Linked DNA regions of Mus musculus: region 2 is linked to region 1. A link is a contact called in public Hi-C data. All regions are on one chromosome and are shown on one strand. The core of a region is the stretch at or near the end of the contact, and the rest is flanking DNA. Distances in the headings are between cores, read along the strand shown.

Region 1 (4,847 bases), core at 1,974-4,473:
TCTTAACTTTTCACATGGACCATGGTAGACATTTGTTCCTCCCCTTCCTTGTTACCACTCCTCCCAATTCCTAGTAGGCCTTATAGTTTCATGTTTCTCTCTTTTCTTCCCTGCCCATCTTCTCCATATGAAAGAAGACTTGTAATATTTGTCTTTGTCGTACTTATTTCATTTACAATGATGCTTTTCATTAGTACTTTGTACTAATGGTATATGTTAGCAGAAGGATTATCAAGGGGACTTTCTGAGGCTCAAGTCTAGTTATGAGTTAGTCTTGGGTTTTCTGAATATTCACCGCTGAGATATGGCCTTAGTTAGCAAGACCATATGCTGGGTGGTTTGAACAACAAAATTCACTCTCTTATAGTCTGCAGGTCAGAAGTCTAAGTTCAAGATGTCAACAGACTTGGACCCTCTGAGGGACAATGTGTCCCAGGCTCCCTTATGAGTTTATGGTGTTTTGATAAAAACTATGGCCTTCCTTGGGTTGAAGAAGAAACATCCCGATATCTGTTTGCTTCATCTACATATTCTCTCTCTGTGTGTGCCTCTTGGCATCCAGATCTTTCCTTTTTATAAGGACACTGAGCATATCAGAAAAGAGCCCACTTTGATGACTTCATTCTAACTCAATTACCCCAGAAAAGACACGATTTCCAAAAAAGGTCATAGTCTGAGGTCTAAGGAGAATTAGAACTTCAACACATATTTTGAGGGAACACAATTCAACCCATTTCAAGGGAAACAGAAATTCTGCTTTATTTATTTTTGACCAAGCAGTATTGTTCTGGGCACAGACTTCTGACCAGCAGCTTGGGCTGGCACAGTACCCACATGTGCCCATACCCATTTGCTGGCCAGTAATACTCTTCTCTAAGGGACATGTGGATCAGTGTTTCCTCAATGAGATTAGGCAGTATACAGGCTAAGATTGAAGGAAGGAAAACCCACATGTTTACCCCAAACTTCAAGGGGTGGGTGACTAGCTTACTTTTTGTAGTGAGTTAGAGGAGAGAGAATAAATAGTGTGTCATCTGTGAGTCAAGTAAAGTTTCTCAGCATTGCTTGTAGAGCTATGTTCTTTCTGGTGACATGGGAGTACTCATGGGACAGAAAAACAGGCAAGGGACATGACTTTAGATGATCTATTTCTATTTGGGCCTTGGAAGGAGATGGGATGGAAGCCTTCTGGAATACATTGACTATATATATACACATACATATATATAGGCCTATGACTGCAAAGGTCTGCATGGCTTTCTGGGACTTTGTAGGGAGGGGAGAGGATCAGAAGTTGTGGCTTATGAGCTGGTGGTTGTAACTTGGACCCTGTTTAAACTTATCTCCATTTCCATCTAAGCATCCACCATCTATTCCCATCATCTATCTTTATCTCATACTCGCGCACATAGATGTCTTCTGCTTTTGTGTCTTGGAGGGAGATGGTTTTAATAGTGTGTTCCTTACTCCTTTTTTCCCCCCCTGGAAAAAAAAATGAAATCATCCATTTATTCTGTACCAATTATAAACACTAGAAAGCACAGGGGCAACAGAAAGCTTGGTCACAAATAAATACACACCGAAGGAGAAGGGAGGAGGAAACCATTATTGATTGGCCTTGTAAAATCTGCTGCTGAATCGATAGCAATTTCTGGAAATGCCAGACATTTATTTTGTGTGGCTTGGACAGCGGAGATAATAATAAACGTACTCATGAAGTGGGTCTCCTGACACTATTTCCTTGAGCCCCTTATAATAACGCTCTTGTGTAAGGAGTATGAGAGTCCGGTGAGGCAGGAGTGAATGTACTTGAACGGGAACCCCAGCTGAGCTGATCTCTATTAACGTCTCCTCTCTGCTGGATGTGGCACTCAAGTAGGCCTTCTCCATTAAAGAAAAGCAGACAGTTCATCCACATGAAGAGGTGGGAAAAATGTGTTCTCAGCCATGGACAGCTTTGGGTTCTTCTCTTGCTCAGGGAAGATGCACCATGACACAGCCAGACCCTGGTTGGCTTTTCTGAGCTTCAGGACTTGGTCTCTTACCTACACCCCACAGTTTCAATCAGAGACAGGCCAGCCTTTCCTTCTAGTAGCAGTAAATGTCCTGGAGTGGACACTTCCTCACCCCCAAGCTTCATCTTCAGCTGCTTCCCTTTCCTTGCTACAAGGCATTTGGAAATCTTGCCAGGGCCACTGAGCCTAAAAAAAAAAAAACCTCAGATGAGCTTGGGGGATCGAGGAATTGTTCAATGTGTCTCGACAGACTAAAAATAGCTACTGTCTCCTGAGCACCTACCTCACTTCAACCTTTGGGTTGTTATTTTTAAGCCCTTTTAGAGGACACTGAAGCTCATCAAGGCTAGGAAGGCCACACAAGATCATAAACCAGTTAGGAAGGTGAGGCAACTTTGACTTTAGATCTGTTTCCTATTAGTTCTCTCCCTCTCGCTTCTGCATGATTGACCATAATAAGGATAAGAAGGGTCAACCTTATGACAGGTAGAGACCATTGACTGTCTAGCATCTGGACATTATCGCTGTGAGACAAAGGGTCTCTCTGGGCTTGCATCCTTCCTAGCTGGAGACTCAGAACTTTGCTACTCTGGAATGAGGCCACATCCCTTGGTGGTGTTAGTGGACCACAACATCGAGGTATCCTTCCTCTATGCACTGGGAGATTTTAGTGCAGTTCTGTCCCAGGCAGGACTCCCTTCTGCTCAGCAGTAATGAGGAGCTTCTCTTATTGTTATCAGAGCCTAAGCACACAACCTGGATTTCTAATGAAGATCTGAAGCAACACAGATCATTCTTTTCCCTGATTTGCACCATCAACAGAAAGTCAGACAAAAACACCCCAAATTTGGCAAAAGACAGGTTTACAGACCAGAGTAAACTGCACCAGAATAAACTTTAAATTAGTCCATACCAAGACGTATCATACTCAAATTTCTGGACAGTCATTTGAAAGAGCCAGAGAGAAGCCCTCCTTGACTGTAGGAGAAAAGCAACCCCATGGCAGATTTCCCACCAGAAACCACACAGGCTAAAGAGAAGCAGCCTGATTGATGATCAAGTTCTGGAGGAAAAAACAAATGAATCTAAGCTCCCATGTCCAGCAGCAGTCACATCCCTTAGTGGTGAAGGGAGATTAAGACCTTCTCAGATGCAGGAGAAATGGCTGAGCATGAGGGTACATGCCGTGATGCCAGCACTTAGGAGACAGCAGCAGGAGGAAAACTCAGAGGCTGTGTGGCCAGCGAACTGCTCCTGAAAGAACGCCCAACAGACATTCTTTAAACAGAAGGGAATGAAAAATGACGAGGCTTGCAAATTGAGAAGGAAAAATACAGTAATCCAAAGTATGAGCAAGCACAAATGACCTGCCAAGCCTTCCAACTTGTGACTGAGGATTGAAATACAACACAGGGCGCTTTAACTCTATCCCAAACTCTAGAGAGAAGAGATGCAGTGACAAGGAAGGCAAACTTTCTATACTTAAGGCATATATTATATAATATGATATATATGTATATGTGATGTAAAACCTAGAGTGGTTATTTAAAATATTTTATAAGGTGATATATTCAAGAATAGTATAGATACAATAAAAGAAATCCCATTAAATGCTCATGGAACACTTTTGAAAGTCAGGAAAAGACAGGATAATAAAAACAAAACAAATAGAAAAAAAAGGAATGTAAGACAACTTCTATTGTATCTATAATTTTGCTGTATGCTAATGATATAATGGTATGTATGATATCAACTAAAAGGTTAAATGAAGTAAAATATAAGAGTCTATTGGTCATATGTAGTAGTACGCACCTGTAGTCCCCACAATAGGAAGGCAGAGGAAGTTGCATCTCTGTGAGTTCAAGGTCAGTCAGGCTACAATGTCTAAAGAAAAAAATGAATGAAGTAAGAATAGGTATCTACATATTTATGTTAAAAGATATGATTCTAAGTAAAATGTCTATAGGAATTCACCACAAATATAATGATGTGAAAGCAAAAAACAAAAGATGGAATATGTAAACACTGTTCAAAGAAAGCACACATCAAATAACATAGACTTTTGTTTTGTGAGACAGGGTCTCACATGACTCAGACAGTCTTCGCCGAGGATGACCCTTTTGCCTCCCCCTCCCAAGTTTCGGAATGTTAAGCTTGCTTCACATGCTGCTAAGGACCGAACCCAAGGTACTATGCATGTTTAGCAGCCACTCTGAGATATACCTTCAGTCTAAAGAGAAGGAAGGTCTTTTAGCAAAAAATTTTGCTAAAGACAGTGAGAAATAATGACAAAGAGAGTCATTTTAATAAAGAGATATAGCAATTCTAAATGTGATTATATCACATAATGTTACAAAATATGTGAAACTAGAACCTATGTGAAAAATAGACAAATCTATAATTGTAGCTATATATAATATATGTGCATGCAATATAATTGTATAATTAGATATTTCTTTTAAAATTGTTCTTAGGCTAACTTACTTTATTTGATAAGACAATCTCCAGATGCATCCATTTTGATGCAAATAACATTTCATTTAAAAAATTTTTATTGACACTTCCAAGCATGCATATGTGTTCTGATTATATGCCCCATTCAAATATACCTAATTATCTTCATTACATTTTCTTCCTTCCTTCCCCAACCCCACTTTTCCCTTTTCATGTATTCTTTTTTATTTAAACCTGTTAAGTCTACTTGGTGTTGCCTGTCTGAGCGTGGGTATGAGATAATCTACTATAGCATGGGCAACCTCTCAGCAGCTGCAGCTCTAAAGAGACTCTTTACTGCAGCAGTTGCCAATCGTTCCAAAGTAGGAGTAGGATCCC
Region 2 (4,858 bases), core at 909-3,408, 1.0 Mb before region 1:
AGGCAAGGGTATCTAGAGATGACGTAGCATTCTCCATCTCTCTATTCCCATCTTCATCTGTCCTTAGTGAGCTTCAGAGAGAGGTGAGCAACTGCAGCAAGAGGGGAGGAGCCCCGATTCCCACTTGAAATGATTCCAGGAAGGAAAAAAAAATGTGTAACCACCTGACTTTGAAGCATCTTTATAGATCCCAAATGTCATCCATGTTCAAATGGATCCTTATAAGTGACAATCCATTGATTAGACAATTGGTCATGCACTGTGGCTGAGGACATGGGGGAGCACCATGGTTCTCTTGCTCTAGAGTTTGCTGAGGGGAAGCGAGCATGAAATGAAGAGTTCTGCCACTGACTGAAGTGAGTAAGAGTCTCCTGTTCCACTGCCTTGCCTCTAGTCATCAAAAGCAAGCGGCTGTGGTACATTTCCATTTCCTTTAATGAAGGCTAGAACAGCCCAAAAGCATTAGCTATAGAGTGTGATATTCACTTGCTTAATGTTTATTGAACTTGGCAGCAGCCATATAAAAGAAGTCGGGTCTAGGAGCTCTCAGGGAAATAACAATGAGCCTAAGGAAGATTCATTGTGGAAGTAGTTATCCGGCCACAGGGAACACACTGAGCACTGTGGGAAAAGTCACTGAGTGAGTTAGCATCTTTGCGTGAAGGCTTCCAAGGAAAGGTGGGGGCCGGGTGGGAAGGCATGGCAGATAGTGGCCAGATGGTGAGAAGGAGGCAGTTCCGGACACAGCCTTGAAACAGCGAAGTTATGTGGGAGAGTGAGAGCAAACTGACCCTGCCGTGCAGATAGAGTGGGCAAAGCGTGAGTAAAGACAAGGAACAAGAGGGCGAATCACAGGAAATACTGCTTGGTGGGTGGGAATCTGCGGTTGGCACCAGAAATGGCATTGGGGAATGGAATCGTCTTTGCCCATCAGGAGGCCACTCACGCTTGGTCAATTATTGGTCTGAAATTTCTCACCGAAGGCAATGCCATGCAGCCAGCCGCACTCTGTCACAAATCGGGGTCCTGCAGCCATATAGCGGAAAGTTCTTGAGTACAAAGTGAAGTTTGAGTATAAAGTGTGGTTCGTAGACCGAATGCCGCTGTGAGATGTGAGGTGATGCTTCTCATAACTGCATCAGGCAATCTGTGGGTTGGGGATGACAAGTAGGTTGGAGACACCTAATGTGGGTTGATACATGGGGTGGCAGACAAAAGATGCTTAGTAGAGACTAGAGAGATGGCTAATACCAACCTTTCTCTCACAAAATAAAACTAGAAGCTAGGGATGAGGGATCTAGGTCCTGTTTGGAAACTGACCAATAAAATTGGGATGACCATGAAACTAAATGTTTAGAACAGGTCTAGAACAGGGGACTACTATCTCAGACCTGATTTATAAGTAGCCTACTGTAGGCTGGACAGTACAGTGGGCTCTAAAACCACAAAGGTGTTGATCATATTAGGTTAGAACCTCTCCTGCAGCAGGGGTTATTAAATGTGGCTCTATTGAGCCATTTGGCCTGTCAAAAAGTGTTGGCATGCACCAATCATGTGGGACATGGTGTTGAAATGACTTTTGACCTACAAACTCTGTCTTCAGTCATAACCATGATGTTTCTATGTATTTCAAATAATGACTTCCACTGATGAATACTTGGAAAGCTTATGTGCAGACAATGGAGGTCTGCCTTTTATCAGCAAACTCTGACCCCATTATATTCTGGCTTAATGCTCTAGAGCAGACCTGTCTCCTTGGTTAGGCATTTCAAGGATCCTGGGGTCTGATCCTACCTTTGTCTCAGTTCGTTCCTGTCCCTTCTTTCCCATATCCCTTATCAACAAGTCGGGTGCTAACCTAGCAAAGGGGTGTGCTCTGTATGTAGAACAAGCCTCCTCCTTTTTGTCAAAGTGACAAAGTGACAAAGGATGCTTCAAGACTCAACTCAAAGGTATTCTTCCCCATGCTACGTCTTGATAACACCTTGCACATTTTACTTTAAATGCTAGCATGCCAATTAAGTCTACTGGACTGATTGTTCCTCAAGGCCAGAAACCATGTTTATTCATTGTTGCTTTTCTATATAGCGGACCCTTTTCTAAGTGAAGAGGCTAACTCAAGCTGCAGTGCAAACTATGACCACCAGATGGCAGTAGGTGGACATTTTGTCTCTCTCCCAGCATGAGGGAGAAGAAGGGTTTGTAACAAGTGCCTTTCATCTCTGCCCTTGCAGACAAACGTGTCTCTGAAGACAGAAAGAAACCTTTGACTGGCTAGTCGGATTCCCACACCCCCGAATAAGAATAACAGGTGGCCATTGTATTCTCCCTTTCCTGACAACTCTGTCCCTTAGGCTCAACTGTATTCCATGATGCAGGAACATAGATATTTCAGTTTGATCTTCACAAGGACAAGGTGACCGTCTTCTCAGGAACTGGGAGGAATGGTCACCAACACCCACTGATGGTCAGCGTCTGTTGAGGTCCCAGAGCTTCCTGCCCACATCCATCTGTCAGACCCGAGCAACTGACAAATGTCAGACAAATATCCAGTGCTGACATTTTTTTCTAAACGTTGTTATTGTATTTTTGCTTGACATGTAATAGGTATACATATTTTTAGGCACAATAGGCGTTAGATATAAGAATATTTTGAAAAATATAAATAAATAAAAATTAAAAATAAAAAAGAACATTTTGTGTAATAATCAGTATGGTATTTTATCATATCTAAATTACCTCAGCCATTTATAATCTTTTATTGTGAGAACACTTAAATTCTTCTCTTGTGGAAGGTGTTTGGAAATACACAGAGCAATACTCACCATAGTTATACAGTTGTGCTTATAGTGACAGACAGACCGTCTTCCTTTTACCCAGTTAGGCATAGGCCAGACTCTCCCTTCCTTCGCCTCCTCTCTGCACTGTCTGATTACCACTTTCCCAGTCTACACGTATGACATCAGCTTGTTTTGATTTCTCAAACGGGTGAGGTCATCCCTGTGGTATTTGTCTTTCTGGGCCTGTCTTGTTTCCCTTAGCTATGCCCTCCAGACTCATTCACAATACTGCAAAGTTAAGAAGTCAACAAGTCTTAATGACCAAATAATATTCTTCTGGGTATAGATAGACAGAAGTCATAAACGTTCCACTGATGGACCCTACCATTGATAACAATCCCAGGCTTTCGTGAAAATCACCAGCAATTCCCTGCGCATGTGTAATACTGTGAAGCTAGTGTCTTCCCTGAGGACTTGCCAGCTTAGTTGTTGAGCACAGTGAGACAGCCCTAAGCTTGAACTTTGAAGCAGCCTAGAACCAGAATCCCTGACTTCTTTGTGTTTGCTGGTCTCTGAAGTGCCCCAGAAACCAAGGGACTCTGAAGTGATGCCCAAGCCAACCGAACAGCTCTAGAGGCACGCAAAAGTCCTCTCAGCCCTAAAGTAAAAGGGCCAAGAGTTTCCCTTCCTCGTTCCTCTATCACAGCTAGCTTACACTCTTCTCTACCCTCTACTGCCTATTGGCATGGTAACCGGGATGCAGAAAACGGGGGAAGTGTCTATTACTCTCTCCATAATTCTTGACAGTCCAGCTCCACCAGTTGTTCCCTAAGCCTATTCTCCTGGTTATTTTTTTTGGCAGTTTGACATAGCTGGAGTCATCTGAGAAGAGGAAACCTCAGTTGAGAAAGGGCCTCCAACAGACTGATCTGGAGGCAAGTCTGGGAAGCCTTTTCTTCATTGATGGTTGCTGTGGATGGACCCAGCTCACTCTAGGGAACCTTCCTCTAGGCTTGTGGTCCTGGGTGCATAAGAAAACAGGCTCAATGAGCCAGCAGCCCTTATCTATGGCTTCTGCTTCAGTTTCTGCCTGCAGGTTCCTGTGTTGGGATCCTACCTCGAACCCTTTCAATGGACTGTGACTTGGGATACATAAAGCAAACACGCCCTCCTTCCCCACTCCAAGTCGGCCTTTAAAATTTTCAGCAGCAGAAACCAAACTAAGAAAACTATGGGCTTTAAAAAAACCACTATTAGAGAAAACATCATCTTCAAGTATGAAGCCTAATATTTGAGTAAGATTCCACAAAGCCTAACTTCTCTTAAATAAACGCAACCCTTTTAGTTCTAAGAGACTCTAGGTGTCTTCCTTGAAATTAAGTCTCTGAAAAAGTACCCTTCCCCCAAAAAATACACTGTTTCATACATCATAGAATGGGTATGATGCATATGTCAAATAGACCAGGGATCAAAATCTGGCCCAGTCATATCCTGACTCCCTTCCTGTGGTAGGGTTACATTGCCTCTGCCAATCGAAGCTTCCTTATCTATAAAAGCAGCTTAGATGATAAGATAGGCAAGTGTTGAGGAGAGTTCCAGTGTGCCACACACAAAATAAGTGCTAGCAATTATCATTAACATTCAAATCTGCAGAAGTAGAAGCGAGAAGACACAGCTCCCGAGAAGTAAATCTTGATGTTATATTTAGCCAATGCAGAGAAATGTAAAGATCCCAAATCTCTCCATAAATCATACTAGAACCCATTCTTTGGGGGAGATCCACATAGAGGCCTTTCTTCACTAAGACTTACTCAGATAGTAAGCTGTGACAAGCTAAGAACAGGTAAAGAAGATACAACATTTACAGCATGGTCTCTGCCCTCAGTTAGCTCACTGGATATGAACATCTACCCACAATACTTAGTATTCAGTGGGTGAATGTACCAGCCTGGTACACACAGATTCAGAAGCCACCCAGGAGGGAGTGAGAGTCCCTGCCCCTCAGAGGACCCTGAAAGGCTATCATGAGCTAACCTTGGTCTTCCTGGCAATGATTCTACCCAATAGCATTGTCTTTG

The links. Hi-C and Micro-C count contacts between places; a contact is called where the count stands out from the background.
Region 2: a Hi-C map of muscle stem cells shows a contact between it and region 1, with 4 times the contacts expected there. The contact joins two enhancer-like sites. A contact is called at or near these places in 5 of 484 Hi-C or Micro-C datasets (bone marrow-derived macrophages, liver, muscle stem cells and 2 more).

What each region holds. Positions count from the first base shown.
Region 1 is chr16:24,245,902-24,250,748 of GRCm38.p6, reverse strand. All of the region lies in intron 1 of Gm31814 (a long non-coding RNA gene), which reads left to right. Among named protein-coding and RNA genes, the nearest start is that of Gm31814, 15 kb to the left of the region's middle. Within about 2 kb of position 3,223, at least 21 of the 459 cell types and tissues checked have an H3K27ac peak or open chromatin away from gene starts, as enhancers often do. A contact at or near this core is called in muscle stem cells, where this site is marked.
Region 2 is chr16:25,261,246-25,266,103 of GRCm38.p6, reverse strand. No RefSeq gene overlaps it. Among named protein-coding and RNA genes, the nearest start is that of Tprg, 23 kb to the left of the region's middle. Within about 2 kb of position 2,158, at least 86 of the 459 cell types and tissues checked have an H3K27ac peak or open chromatin away from gene starts, as enhancers often do. A contact at or near this core is called in muscle stem cells, where this site is marked.